2 separate regions of the Mus musculus genome follow, and region 1 is linked to region 2. Evidence: chromatin contacts called from public promoter capture Hi-C data. All regions are on one chromosome and are shown on one strand. The core of a region is the stretch at or near the end of the contact, and the rest is flanking DNA. Distances in the headings are between cores, read along the strand shown.

Region 1 (6,526 bases), core at 923-3,422, 2.8 Mb before region 2:
AAACCCTTCCTGGCAAAGTCCCATGATATCCAAGAGTCACTAGCTGTGAGATCTTTAATCTTCTTCATACTCAATTCAGTATGGCAGGAGCATTTACAACATATTTTGTTGATTGAATAAATGACCTAAACACGCAAGGCGGCTGGCCAAGAAAAGGAGATGCAAGGAAACACAGAAGACTGGGTTCTTGTATCCACACTGTAACATATCAAATTCAGTCAAAAGCTTTGTCCATTTCCTAATGTTGGAGGAGCCCTGGCAGCATCAAGGCAGAAAGGAGGAAGGGTGCCCCTGCTGAAGAGTGTGGGTACCAAGGAACCACACCACCAGGGACAAGCAGGAAGAAAACTGGCAAGTGTATAACTGATCGCTTTTGCATATACACCAATTTCCATAGCTGCTTATCTAAAAATCCCTCCTCTTTGATGTGCCAAACTTTCTATGTAAAGTTTACATCTGGGCTGGCAGTCAGCACACCCTAGAACTTTCACAGGCTAACAGCTATAATTAAGGTAGAAGGCCTTATTTACATAGCAATTAGCCTGCAGGACTGGAGGAGTAAACATGTTGCTAATTCATTTAGATAGTTAATTGGTCAGAGATTTTTAACTTGGCTTTCTTTGCATATTCTGCTTATGCGCCGAGTATAGATTGTGTTATCTGTGGGATGAAATTCAGCAAACTGGACTCTGGAACTCCAGCTTTTAATGCAACAGATGCAAAGGAACAAGAGAACATTGTCAAACATCAAGGAAAATTCTACAGCGAAAGCATTTGATAGCATTTGCTCCTCTTTGTGATTCCAGGGGTTATGCAGCCAGATTCATCGTCTTTCAACTTCGTTACTACTGTGTCCCCTTTGGAAGGCAGCACTGTTTATAGATGAATTACTTGCTTGGTCATCTAATCATATAGCTATTTTCGAAACTGTAGGCACAGTTCCCACTGTGCAGAGGTCAAGATGGTTAAGGAAAGACAGATGTCAAAGATCATTTCTTAAAAAGAGGGCAGCTACTCTACCAGGAATTTTCTCATGGCCGGTGTCAAGTTTCTGGGTTGGGTAATTACTCTTGGTTAAAAAAAAAAAATCGCTATTTTTGATAGTTGTACCTCTCCATTGCATAGACGAATTGCTCAGGAAGGCTAAGACAGTGTGTACGCTGTACACCCAAAACACTCACTATACAACAGATAGCTGGGTGCTAGCAGTGATTCTCACGTGTAATAGAGAGCAGCTATCCTAACAGAGGAAATATGAACGCAGTGGTTGGTGCAGGGAAAGCAACTGCGGGTATTTACTGAATCAATAAACACTAGCCACTCCCTTACTTCAGAAGATAAGTAGTTGGAAGGGGAAGATCAGATCCAGCTCAATATACCCCAATAACAAGCAGCTTCCTCCTTGGATAGGGTTAATAGTTGCTCAGGGGAAGATGGAAATCAATAACTATAATTGAAAGAAGACTTCACTAGGGCCAAAAGAGTGTCTGCATGTGTGTGGGAGGGAGGTAAACACCGGTTATAGGGTTTTCCCCAGACCCGCGCTCTGCTTCCAAATTGAGGCTTGTAGTACAGAAAGGGCTTTCCTCTCCCTGTCAGAGGCTGAACTAGGCAAGGTTCTCTCTTTTTTTCTTTTCTTTTTTGGCTCGCTGACAACTTTCGCCTCAGGGTTAATGACTAATCTGAATCGAGCGTTAGGTCATTTTGAAAATATGACTATTACATTATGTCAAAACACAACTCAAAGAGCTGCCATTCTGGTGTTATTAAACCGAAGAGTTGATACACTGTAGCGGCCTTGGAGCAGTGGCACACCGCCATCCATTTGTCCAAAACACACACAACTGGCCTACTTTAGGAAACTTAAAAGGCTGAATAGCTAAGGCGAGATTGCGACTCGAAGCTTTTAAAAACGAGAACAGACACATCTCAAACCAACACACAAAGACAAAAAAACCTGTTTACAGGATTCAGCTGCCACTAAGCTGGGACCTCTTCGGAGCCAAGCGGCTCTCCAGGACTCAGGCTGCAGCTCCAGCCCACCCCTTGAAGAGGAAAAGTAGATCCCTGGCGTCCGGAGCTGGGACGTAGGAGGGAAAGAAACCGGAGTCTACGTCATCGCGGCCCCGCCCCTCTCACGTGTTGCTCCCGCTCCGCCCCGCCCCCTCTCTTATTCCGGCAGCGCCGAGCGGAGCAGAAACTTTGCAACCCGAGCGCGCACGCTCCGCTTTTTTCCTCCGCCCGGGCGGCCCGCGACGGTGGCGCAGGAGGTGGGACCCACTGGCGGGAAGGCTCGAGGCGGGGGCGCACGCGGAGTGGGGACCTCGGGGACGGACACCGCTCGCAGGAGCCGCGGAGGGCCAGCCGACCTAGAAGTTCCCGGCCAGAAGAGTCCCACGCCAGGGCAGCCCCGGCCTGGGGTTTGAGGTTGCAACCTGCTCCCGCTGCTGCGGTGGTTGCGGAGAAGCAGCTGTAGCAGAGAGCGGCGTCGGGGGAACTGCATCTGGACAGCGGTAGCTGCGGGGAGCAGCCGTACGGGACATAGCTGTCCCGTGCGCAGAGACCCAGGGCCGCGCTTCCCTCGCAGAAACCGCAGCGCGATGGCCCGCTGACTGCGGCCATGCAGGCTTGAGCGGACTCCCGGCACACGCAGGGGACAACCACGGGCGCAGGCTGCAGGACTCCTGTCGATTGCCTAGCCCAGCGGACAGCGAAGCTGCTTACCATGGAGCCCGTGACCAAGTGGAGCCCCAAACAAGTGGTGGACTGGACTAGAGGTGAGCGAGCCGTGGAGGACCCCCGCGCCCTACAGCCGGGGAGATGGGGCGGGCCAAGAGTTGGGCACTGGAGTGCTCTGCCCCTCCTGCCGGCGACAAAGCAAACTTCTACTGAGCGGCTTGTGCGTCTCTTTCTGGTGCGCCTGCTCCGATCGGTTTCTTTCGGTGGGGGTGCGCGTTGACTGCAGCCGACTGGACACCTATATTTAAGTCAGGGAGCTATGGGATGGCCTTTCCGTGGAAGATTGGCTGGGAATGTGGGGCTTGGGATTTGGCGCCAGGGCACTCTCTCTGCCAGTTCGGGTACGGTGGACTTGCTGCCTGTAGCCAAGCGCAGAGGCACAAGGCGTCTTTGTGTGGGTGACTGCCCCTGGCCCTGGATCTAGTAAAGGCTGCGGGCCCAGAGCAGTTCGCGGGCGTGACCTGGCAGTTGGGCAGGTAGACGAAGGCTCCTGCGGCCAGCCCAGCCTGTTTGTTTGGGTTGGAGAGGGCGAACGGGCTTTCGCGCCTGCGAGGACCCTAGCGCCAGGACTCCCGCAGAGGCAGGGACTCAGCTCTGGAGGCGCCAGGACCCCCAAGGGCGCAGCGTTTTGAGGCCAGTTAAGCACTGAGAGGGAGCCGAGTGTCTGGACTACAGTCTGGTTCTGTACAGTACTCGGGAAGAGGAAACTCAGTGGGTGCTGGACGGTGTAGCAGGAGTGGAAGGGTCCCTGTTACTTTATCTTGTCTCTCCCGTGATTGCTAGGGATAGTTGCTAGAGTTACTCAGCTCTCTTTGACCTCTTTCAATAGTACAAAGTTTACCGAAATCAACCAGTGGAATCTCAGGGGTCCCACCTCCTCACTTCAACATCTGTTTCAAGTTATCCACCCCTGCTCCCAAACCCCCATTGGTCTTCCAGGTGAAGACTTGGCTAAGCACTCTCTCTCCCTTTGTTTTTGTTCGTCTCAGTAGACGTGAGTAGTCAGTGATGCTGGTGTGTTCAGATTATCTTTCAAGCTGCCCTACCCGTCTGTGACAATGGAAACCCCATCCTGTCATTTCTCAAGCCAGTGTCTTATATAGGTCACTGGAAAGGGGCTGTCCAGGTAGTGAAGAGTCTGGTGTATGTCTGATTATCCCTGGCTTCTGGAGGAAAACACAGAATACTGTCTTAGGAAGTAGGTTTTTTCTATCGGCCAGACTTTTCCAGGACTCTCAAAGTAAAGCCATGGGAAAAAGGATGACTACATAGGCCTGAGTGACTCTGGCTGAGTGAGCAGTAAAACATGGTTAGCAGCAGTAGACTTAAGTTATTTTAAGCCCCTTCCCTTAACTTGAAGTGTAACTTGTACTGAAGACGGTACCAGGTGCTCCAGCTAGCTTGCTGAGAGGAAGCAGATGGCTTGCTTGACTACCATGGAGGGGTCCTCAGAGCCTGCTGAGCCAGTAGCTACATTTACTCTCAAGTCCTTGACATGTGGCTGATTGTTATTGCCAGGTACTAGGTATGCAATGCACAGGGTGTCTGGAGACTCAGTGTGAAGAAGGAGTAGAAAATATTAACGATTTTCCTACTTATTACATATCGATGAGATGGTATTTTGAATAAAATATACTACTAAAATTAACTCCAACTGTTTACTTTTTATTTTCTGAATTAGGGCTTCTACGTTTAGTGGTAACATGGCTCAGGCTTATGGCTCATATTCTATCTTTGTTTATGGTACTGTTCTAGTCTCATGAAGAGGTGTCAGAGGATCACGCTGGCTTTCCTGTGGCTCTGCCAGACTTGATAAGGTAACAGAAAAATGGTTAACAGGCACACAGGAGAGAGAGAGAGGCCCTCTCTCCCCTTTGTTTTTTCCTTCATTTCTCTTAGAAGGGAGAAAAATGTTAATTCTCATCCTATTATTGTCATTGATTTAAAAGGAAGAAATGTTAAAACACATTTTGGGGTACCTTTGGCTTTAAGGCTTGGTTGAGGATACTTTCATCTAGGAAAACTCTTGTGCTGCCCTGAACGAGCAGTCGTGGTGGTCGAGCTCAGGACCCCGGATGTTCACTCATTTTAGGTTACATACTGTGATGGCAACATCCAAGATTGGCCTGGATGCTTTGCATTAGAATCTTTAAATACATACATACATACAAGAAGTAGGTAAGTTAAAAGGTGGAAATTATTTGTGTTTCGATCTCCAAATAAATAAATAAGTGTACTTGCTGAACTCTTGAATGGAAGAGGCCATGTTCTTCCAGCTTTCATGACTTATTACGTGAAGGTTTCTTGCTATCATGCTGCATGGGTACTGACCTTGTAATAAGTGGTTGACAGTTGTCTGCTTCGCGGGTTGTTTTTAGCTGTCTCTGCTAGTCTCTCAGCATGGCTCCCACTTTGTAAACTACATCCCCAGGAAAAGCAGCTTGTCCTACACATGTCACCCTTGCCGTTCTGTGACTGTCAGTGTGGCAGTGAGGAGCACTGTCAAAAGCACCAGCTATAATCAGCCACATCTATAGACCGTGCTTATGTCAATATTACAGAGCCATGTCCAGAATGCATGCACGGTGCTGGGTAAACACAACCCATCTGGCTTTTATTATTAACTTTTGGCTACATCATCGAGGGCTTTACCATGACATGAATAGGTGCCTAGTAAATATTAACAGTCTCAGGCACAGAGTTGGGTATTAGGTAAGCATCGGCTCATTTTAATATGTACTATCACCTCTGAGGCAGGAACCGCTATCTCATTCGCCACTTGAGAAAATCAAGGCATGGAGATGCTCAGCCGCTTGGTGAACAGTGTTTGACCAAGGTGCTTAGATGCTGTTTTATACATTTTCCCAGGATTTTCTTCCCAGGGCAATGCGCAGAACACACCAAGAACCTTTGGCACACTTAGGAGTAGGCCCACAGTGTCCTCATGATGTAATTTATTAATATCCTGTGCTGGTGGAGGAGCCATCAGCATACAAGTATGTTATTCTACATGGTCTCAGAAAGAAAACATGAGATGACAGGTATCCTATTTCATTGTACCTGTCCAGCCAAACAACTTGGCTAAAGTTTTTTGTTTTTGTTTTTTTTTTTAAACAAATTTTACAACATGTAGAGGCAGCCCCACAACAGAAAGCCAGTGGGCTAAGCAACTGTGAGTTTTAGTTTTCTCTTGTATAAGAGTGAGGTTGGGCAGCCCAGGAGTTTTTGTCATCCTGGCCTCAATGTGATGTATATGTGGTATAGCATGTGCTGTGGTCCTTCAACATGGACGACTGTTCTATCCCAGGTTCTTCCTGCATCAGGCTGGGAAAACAGGCTTAGTATCAAACCCAGTGACAGCTCAGACTCTTTAGAAAGTTCCCTGTGAGGGGTTGGGGCGATGGCTCAGTGGTTAAGAGCACTGGCTGTTCTTCCAGAGGACTAGGGGTCAGTTTCCAGCACCCACATGGCAGCTCACAACTGTCTGTAACTCTAGGGAATCCAATACCTCACACAGACATACATACATACATACAGACAGACAGACATACCTGCAGGCAAAACACCAATGCACATTAAGAAAAAAAAAGTTCCCTGTGAAATCTATTCTGGTCTCTCTTAGTTATCAGAATGGTCCCATGACCACTTAGGCTGGAGAGGACGGTGATTGCCTTTTGTGTACATATGTGGTGCTGGGAATTGAGCCTAGGGTCTCACATATGGTAGGCAAGTGCTCTCACACTGTGCCAGACTTTCAGCACCCAGTTGGGAACATTGTAGCAATAAA
Region 2 (6,520 bases), core at 366-2,865:
CACCAGGTTGTTTCTGTGAAACTGTTACAAAGTGCTGACAAACTATTCCTTAAGACTCAGAGAGATGGTATGTGGTACACCCTTATAATCTAATCCCAGCATCCCAAAGGAAATAGAATTGTGACAAGTTCCAAAGCAGCCAAGAGTTGCATAGCTTTTGACATTCTGTCTCAAAGACGTCCTTCCATCAAACCACCTTCACAAAGAACTCCACAATCTCAACTTGAAAGAACGAAGAACCTAAAAACCTTAACCATGACTCTCTCTACACAACAAATCACATTCATGTTGGTCTCTTTCTAAAGGAAATAGAGCATTCCAGTGTGAAGGACAGCACTGCTGTTTTACTGATAATGCCCTAGAACTCGCAGGTCACGGTCAGGACTCGTTTGTGGACGCAGACGTTTAAGCACTCTACAAGCCATTCATCTAGCTGATCAAAGGCTAGGAAAGTTCAAGGCAGGTATCCACGGGATCTGTTACTCACACTGGGCAACACTACAGCTACACAGATGTTTACATCCTCGAAGAAATTAGTCATCAGTAGGTGTACATACAACTGGATTGCTAAGCACACTCACTCGAGGTTTCTAGGACGCACAGTCAGTGTACAGCATTGTGCTAGGAGTCTGACTTTCAAAACCAAACGGGTTTGGCATCAAGGTCCTTACAGACTTCTGTGCTGGCAAGCCAAGTGTTAGCTGCCAGCACTTATTTACAAACAAGCGTAAAATCTAAGCTATGTAAAGTAAACCACTAACTCAAGCACGCAAAAGGGATAAAACTGTACTACCTGAAGCACAACTTCTAGCAAAAGGGAAACATAAAAGGTCAACTTTAAACCCTTAAGAAGGTTCAATCAGGGCATTCCAATTCCCCCGCCATGTTACCTGTTTCAGAATCTCCCTTTAACACACCCCACAGGATGGCAACTCTTGACTCTACTCCACTAGATCCTCAAGAGACCAAAAGTCAACCAGAGTATCGTCCTGTCCAAATGCACACAGCGCAAAGCACCACAAAGCTTAACGCGCAGGGAAGTATCCCACTCAATCCTAACGGAAACAGCTTAGCCTACAAGTCGCCTATGCAACGCAGCAAGCACCTCGACCTCGCAACACAGGACATGCAACGATAGCTACTTCTGTATGACTTTCAGCCAGCACCGATCAACAACAGCCCAACTCCGTATCTTCGGACGAATAGCTAACCCGGAGCAGTCCAAGGACAAAGGCAGAGAGAGCCAAGAGATGTCAAGCATCTCTTGACAGGAGAACGGGCATGCGTCTCCCTCTGCACCCCTGAAAAGACCGTCTGCAGCGGCAGGACTGGTCCTACCTAAACACTCTGTAAACAAGGGGGCCGGGCCGCCAGCCTCCGGGCCCGGCCGCTGAGAAGTTTCCTCGCCTCAGCTGCACATGGCTTGCAGAACTTTGGCTGGGGCCGCGAGCCCAGGCTGGGTGGAAGCCGCAGCGCCGAGCTGCAGGCGGCGGCAGCAGCGGCGGCGGCGGCGGCGACGGCGGCAGAGCAGCAGGAGGCGGAGGCGGGCGGGCAGGGGGGAGGGGAGCGGCTGGGGGGGCGGAGGGGCTCTTGCCGCCACTGCTCTCTCGCCGCCTCTCCCCCCCGGCGGGAGCCGCTCTCAGCCGCTTTGCACTAGTCGCTCCGCTCTCTCGGTCATGTGACCTTAACGTAACCGGACAGGAAAAGCCCCGCCGCCGCCGCCCGCCGCCGCGCCGGAGACACCGACCGCGGCGGCAGCAGCAAGCAGCAGCAGCAGCAGCAACGCGGGGCAGAGGCGGCGGCGGGGACAGTTAGGCCAGGCCGCCCGGCTCTGCCTCCCCTCTCACGCCCCGCCGCGGCCGCCCGCACCGGCGACAGGTAAGCGCGCACCGCCACCGCGTCCCGGGGCCCACGTGCCGCCCCCGGCCCGGGCTCCGGGAAGCAGCAGGGAGGGGCGGGAGCCGCCGGAGCTCGCAAACGGTTCCGGCAGCGGCCGTGGCAACAAAGGCGACGAATGACTCCCGGTCCCGGGGCTCCCGGCGAAGGCAGGCGGCGGGCCCTAGCGCGCGGGGCGCCGGGGCGGGGGCGGCCCCGGCGGGGCGGGGGCGGCGACGGCGCCAGGCGCCGGGGCCCTAGCCGCCTGACAAAACCATCCAGGCAGCCGGGCGGCGGCGAGTCGCGGCCGCTCCATCCGGGGCTTCGCAGGAGGGGGAGGGGACGGAAGCCGAGAGGGCGGGCGCAAGGGGAGGGGGCGCTCCGCGTTCCGGTCCTAGTCGCCGGTGTCTGCTGCCCGCCGCGGCCAAGGGCGTCCGGAGCGGGCGGCTGCCGGTGAGCGGTCCCGCGCCGGAGCCCCGCCAGGTGGGCCCATCAGGTGCGTACTCGGCCGTCGCCTCCCGCCGGGGTTGTTGTCTTCGCCGCCTCGGCGGCCAGGCCGCGAGCTGCGGAAGTGGGTTTGGGGGAGGGGAGGCAGCAGGGAGGGGGAGGGGAGGGATCCGGTCGGACCGGAGCAGGCCCGGCCTCTCTGGCGCGTCTCCCAGCTGCAGCGGCTCCTACAGCTGCTGTCGCTACTGCTACGGCTCCGCCTCCCGCTCGCGGGCGGGGGCGCGCACGCGCGCTTCCGGCCTCGGGTCTCGCGCTGTCTGAGGCTCTCGCGCGCGCTGCTCCCCTCCCCTCCCCCCTCCCGCCCCTCCACCACGCCCCTGGCGCCGGGGCCGTGGCGCCGGCCGGGGCGGTGCGCGCGCGAGGCGTAGGCGTCGGCATTGTGTTGGGCGCCGCGGGACTCGGGGCGCGGGCGCGCGGGCGCGGGCGCGGGCGCGAGCGTGCGGGGCCTAAGGGAGGGGCGAGCGAGCGAGCGAGCGGCGCGACCAGAGTGCGTTGCTCCCCCTCCCCTGGGCCCCTGGGGCGGACCCGGACGCCGCTCCGCCCGCTCCGCCCCCTCCCTTGCGGGGCGGGGCCAAGGCCTCCTGGGCGGGTCTTCGCTGCCTAGGGCTGCAGCCGGAGCGGTCGCGCCCTCCTCTGCCTGTTGGGCCAGGCTGGGAGAGTCTGTGCCGGGGAGTTAGGGGTTTGGGTTGCTGCAGGCGTTAAGCACAAGCTCCCAGACCGTTCGTTCACAGATCAGAGTGCATGCACAATTGAAAGCTGTGTAGGGTGCAAGCTTTCTGTTGCTTTTAGCTGGTAGTGGGTTATAAAGACTCCTGCAAATTAGATCCCGCAGCCGAGCAGTAAGAGGAAAAAATCTTGTGCCTGACAGGCTATTTGCTGCGAGAACTTCCCACCCAACTTCTCGAACAACTTAATCACACCTCGGGGAGTCTCTCTCCCAGTCAGTATTGTTCTTTCCCACCATCATCATACAATACCTTTGGCCCACTTAGCGCGAGCGCCTAGATTTTATTCATCTTCAGGGTGTATTGTTTTAATAAAATATGGCATAAAGAGAATTGATTTGCCGGGCGTGATGGCGCACGCCTTTGATTCCAGCACTTGGGAGGCAGGGGCAGGCGTATTTCTGAGTTCGAAGCCAGCCTGGTCTACAAAGTGAGTTCCAGGACAGCCAGGGCTACACAGAGAAACCCTGTCTCAAAAAGAGAGAGAGAGAGAGAGAGAGAGAGAGAGAGAGAGAGAGAGAGAGAGAGAGAGAGAGAGAGAGAGAGAGAATGGATTTGAGGCTATCGGAAGGGATGAACTCAATGTGTCTAAATGGTCTGTGTGTCCTTCGTGGTTGACACTGTCGGTATAGACCCTGACCACCAGACCAAGGCATTTGTACAACTAACATTTTATTCTGAGAGTCATGAAATTAGAATACATTTTGCAAGTGTGTTAGTCTTAGAGGCAGGCAGATCTCTGAGTTCGAAGCCAGCTTTGTCTACAGAATGAGTTTCAGGACTACAAACCCTGTTCAAAGAAGAAAAAAACCCTAGGACATTTTAATTCTCATTATTATGGTTTCTTACAAACAGAAAAAAAAATCAAATTTGGGGGTGGGGACATTCATAGTAACAGCTTTAGTTTGGTCAGGATATTTGAGACCTTGATAATTTTTAAGAATGTAAATTTTTTAAAGATTTATTTAATATCACACATAAGTACACTGTAGCTGTCTTCGAACACACCAGAAGAGGGCACCAGATCTCATTACGGGTAGTTGTGAGCCACCATGTGGTTGTGGGATTTGAACTCAGGACCTTCAGAAGACCATTCAGTGTTCTTAACCACTGAGCCATCTCTCCAGCCTGTAAATTCTTTTAAGCATGACATTGTTTCTCATTTAGTAAACTTGGGATTCCATGTTTTTTGTTTTTTCCTAGCTAAGGAACTGGCCAATTGTTGAAAACATCGTATTTTTTTTAAAAAAACAGGTGGAAAGTGTGACAGAAAGACGCACTAGTAGGCATTAGAGACCTTTGTCCCCTGGTTCCTGCCTCCTTGCTCACTTGTAAGAATGTGTCTATAAATGGGGGCAAAACTCCCACCGAAGTACTCCAACATGTCTTAATCATAGAACAACGGCTGGTAGAGGTTTTTTATGTAAAATTATATAACTGTACAGTGACTTCCAGATTTTTCATTTCCCAAGTCCTTTGTGGCGGCTTGAGTAGAATGGTCTTGATAGACTCATCTATTTGAATGCTTAGTCACCAGGGAGTGACACTATCTGTGAGAATTAGGACTGAGAGGTGTGACCTTGCTGGAGTAAATCTGTCACCAGAGATGGGCTTTGAGGTTTCAAAAGTTCATGCCAGGCTCAGGCTCTCTCTGCCTGCAGATCAGGATGTAGCTCTCTGCTCCTCTAGTACCACAGCTGCCTGCCTTAATGATAATGGACTAGACCTGAAGCTGTAAGCAAGCCCACAATGAAATGCTTTCCCTTGTGAGAGTTGCCTGCCTTGGTCATGGTGTCTCTTCACAATAACTGAACAGGGACCAAGAAAACCCTACAAAACTCTTTATTGCAACACACCCTCAGGAGCTGAGCCTTTTCAACCCATGATTTTTGTTTTGGTTTTGTTTGTTTGTTTTTGAGACAGGGTTTCTCTATATAGCCCTGGCTGTCCTGGAACTCACTTTGTAGACCAGGCTGGCTTCGAACTCAGAAATCCGCCTGCCTCTGTCTCCCGAGTGCTGGGATTAAAGGCGTGTGACACCACGCCTGGCACCTTCAACCCATGATTTGAAGTACCTACTGGCTTGCCCCCACCTGTGGAGGTGGGGGTGCTTTCCTGCCTGAGAATTCCTAGAACAGGTAGACAGTGAAGAAAACAGCTTGGCATCAGCTTTAGAGTGGGGACTTCAATTGAAGTGTCCCTGGGTCTTCCATCCCTACCCCCAGTGCCCTTCCCTGTAGATGGTTCAGGATGAGGTAGGAGAGAGAAACTGAGGATTCGCTGGCCTGTGGCCAATGGCACTCCTTGGGTCTCCTAACAGGACACTAAGACGCTATCAGGGGATTTTGGAGTGATACTAAATGAGACTCCATGTGTCTCAGTGGTAAGATGGTCATAAAGATGTGGGATCTAGCCAGGCACATGCCTGAAATCCCAGCACTCCCAAATTGGAGGTTTGAGAGTCAAGATTTCAAGTCTGCCATCATGAACACAGAGAATATGAGGTCTACATGAGACCCCAGAAAAAGAGGGGAGGAGAGAGACAGAAATGGGGGAGGAAGGAGAGGGAGAGAGACAAGGGTTATGGGGTACAGAACAGAAGAACAAATATCAGCCACAGGACCCTCACTAAGGAACAGCAGCCCAGGTTGACAGGCAAAATTATTTTTTCCTGGTTCAGAGGCCCAGTTAGATGCTGGTGTTACATTCAAACACAAGCCCTAGACCAGTGCACGAGGCATGTACTTGTGACTCTTCAAGAAAACTCAAAAAAAAAAAACCAAAATCAAAATTTTTATGTCCTGTTCCTTTAAAATTCTGTGTACATTATAGGTCCTGCACCAGGGAAAGTGTAGAATAATTTCAAAATGATTTTAAAATGTGTGAGTATGCTGAGCCAGACTAGCTGATTATTTTGATTTCTCAGTCCCCAAAATGTGTATATAAGTATCTCCAGTCCTTGTGAATCCCATGGTTGAATTCCATATGGCTGAAACAATTTTCACTAATGATGCTGATCTTATTTTTCCAGTGTGTTAGCATTGGGAAACTTTCATAATTCATTGAGCTGATATTTTCCAAATGACCACTAGATAATGATTAAAAAAAAAAAGGCATATGAGTGCATGGCTTAGCAGGTAGAGGGCACATTCCACATTCGGCCATGTCTGATAACCTGAGTCCCACCCTAGAACTCACGTATGGGGGAGGGGGAAGCCTGCACTGTCATCTAACCTCCAAATACTCACAAAGAGGCACAGGCAGGCAGGCATGCTTTTGCACACACACAGGGCATGTGATTTTAAAGCAAGAGGCGAGCTATTTAAGGTGATAAAGAGCCATCAAAGAGGGCGGAGGGAGGCAGGTGAAGGTGGTAAGGGAGCAAACATTATTAGCACAAGGTGGTCGGTGAC

Evidence for each region. Promoter capture Hi-C pulls out the DNA fragments that hold promoters and counts their contacts.
Region 1: a contact with region 2 is called in a promoter capture Hi-C map of pre-B cells, with 2.7 times the contacts expected there. The contact joins the promoter of Cnksr3 here to the promoter of Zbtb2 in region 2. A contact is called at or near these places in 3 of 39 promoter capture datasets (cranial neural crest, liver and pre-B cells) and 1 of 115 datasets of contacts at active chromatin or transcription factors (astrocytes).

Annotation. Positions count from the first base shown.
Region 1 is chr10:7,207,883-7,214,408 of GRCm38.p6, reverse strand. Cnksr3 (Cnksr family member 3) reads left to right here and starts at 2,172. Exons shown (of 13, transcript NM_172546.2): 1 at 2,172-2,777. The coding sequence starts at 2,726.
Region 2 is chr10:4,383,203-4,389,722 of GRCm38.p6, reverse strand. Zbtb2 (zinc finger and BTB domain containing 2) reads left to right here and starts at 1,615. Exons shown (of 3, transcript NM_001033466.3): 1 at 1,615-1,878.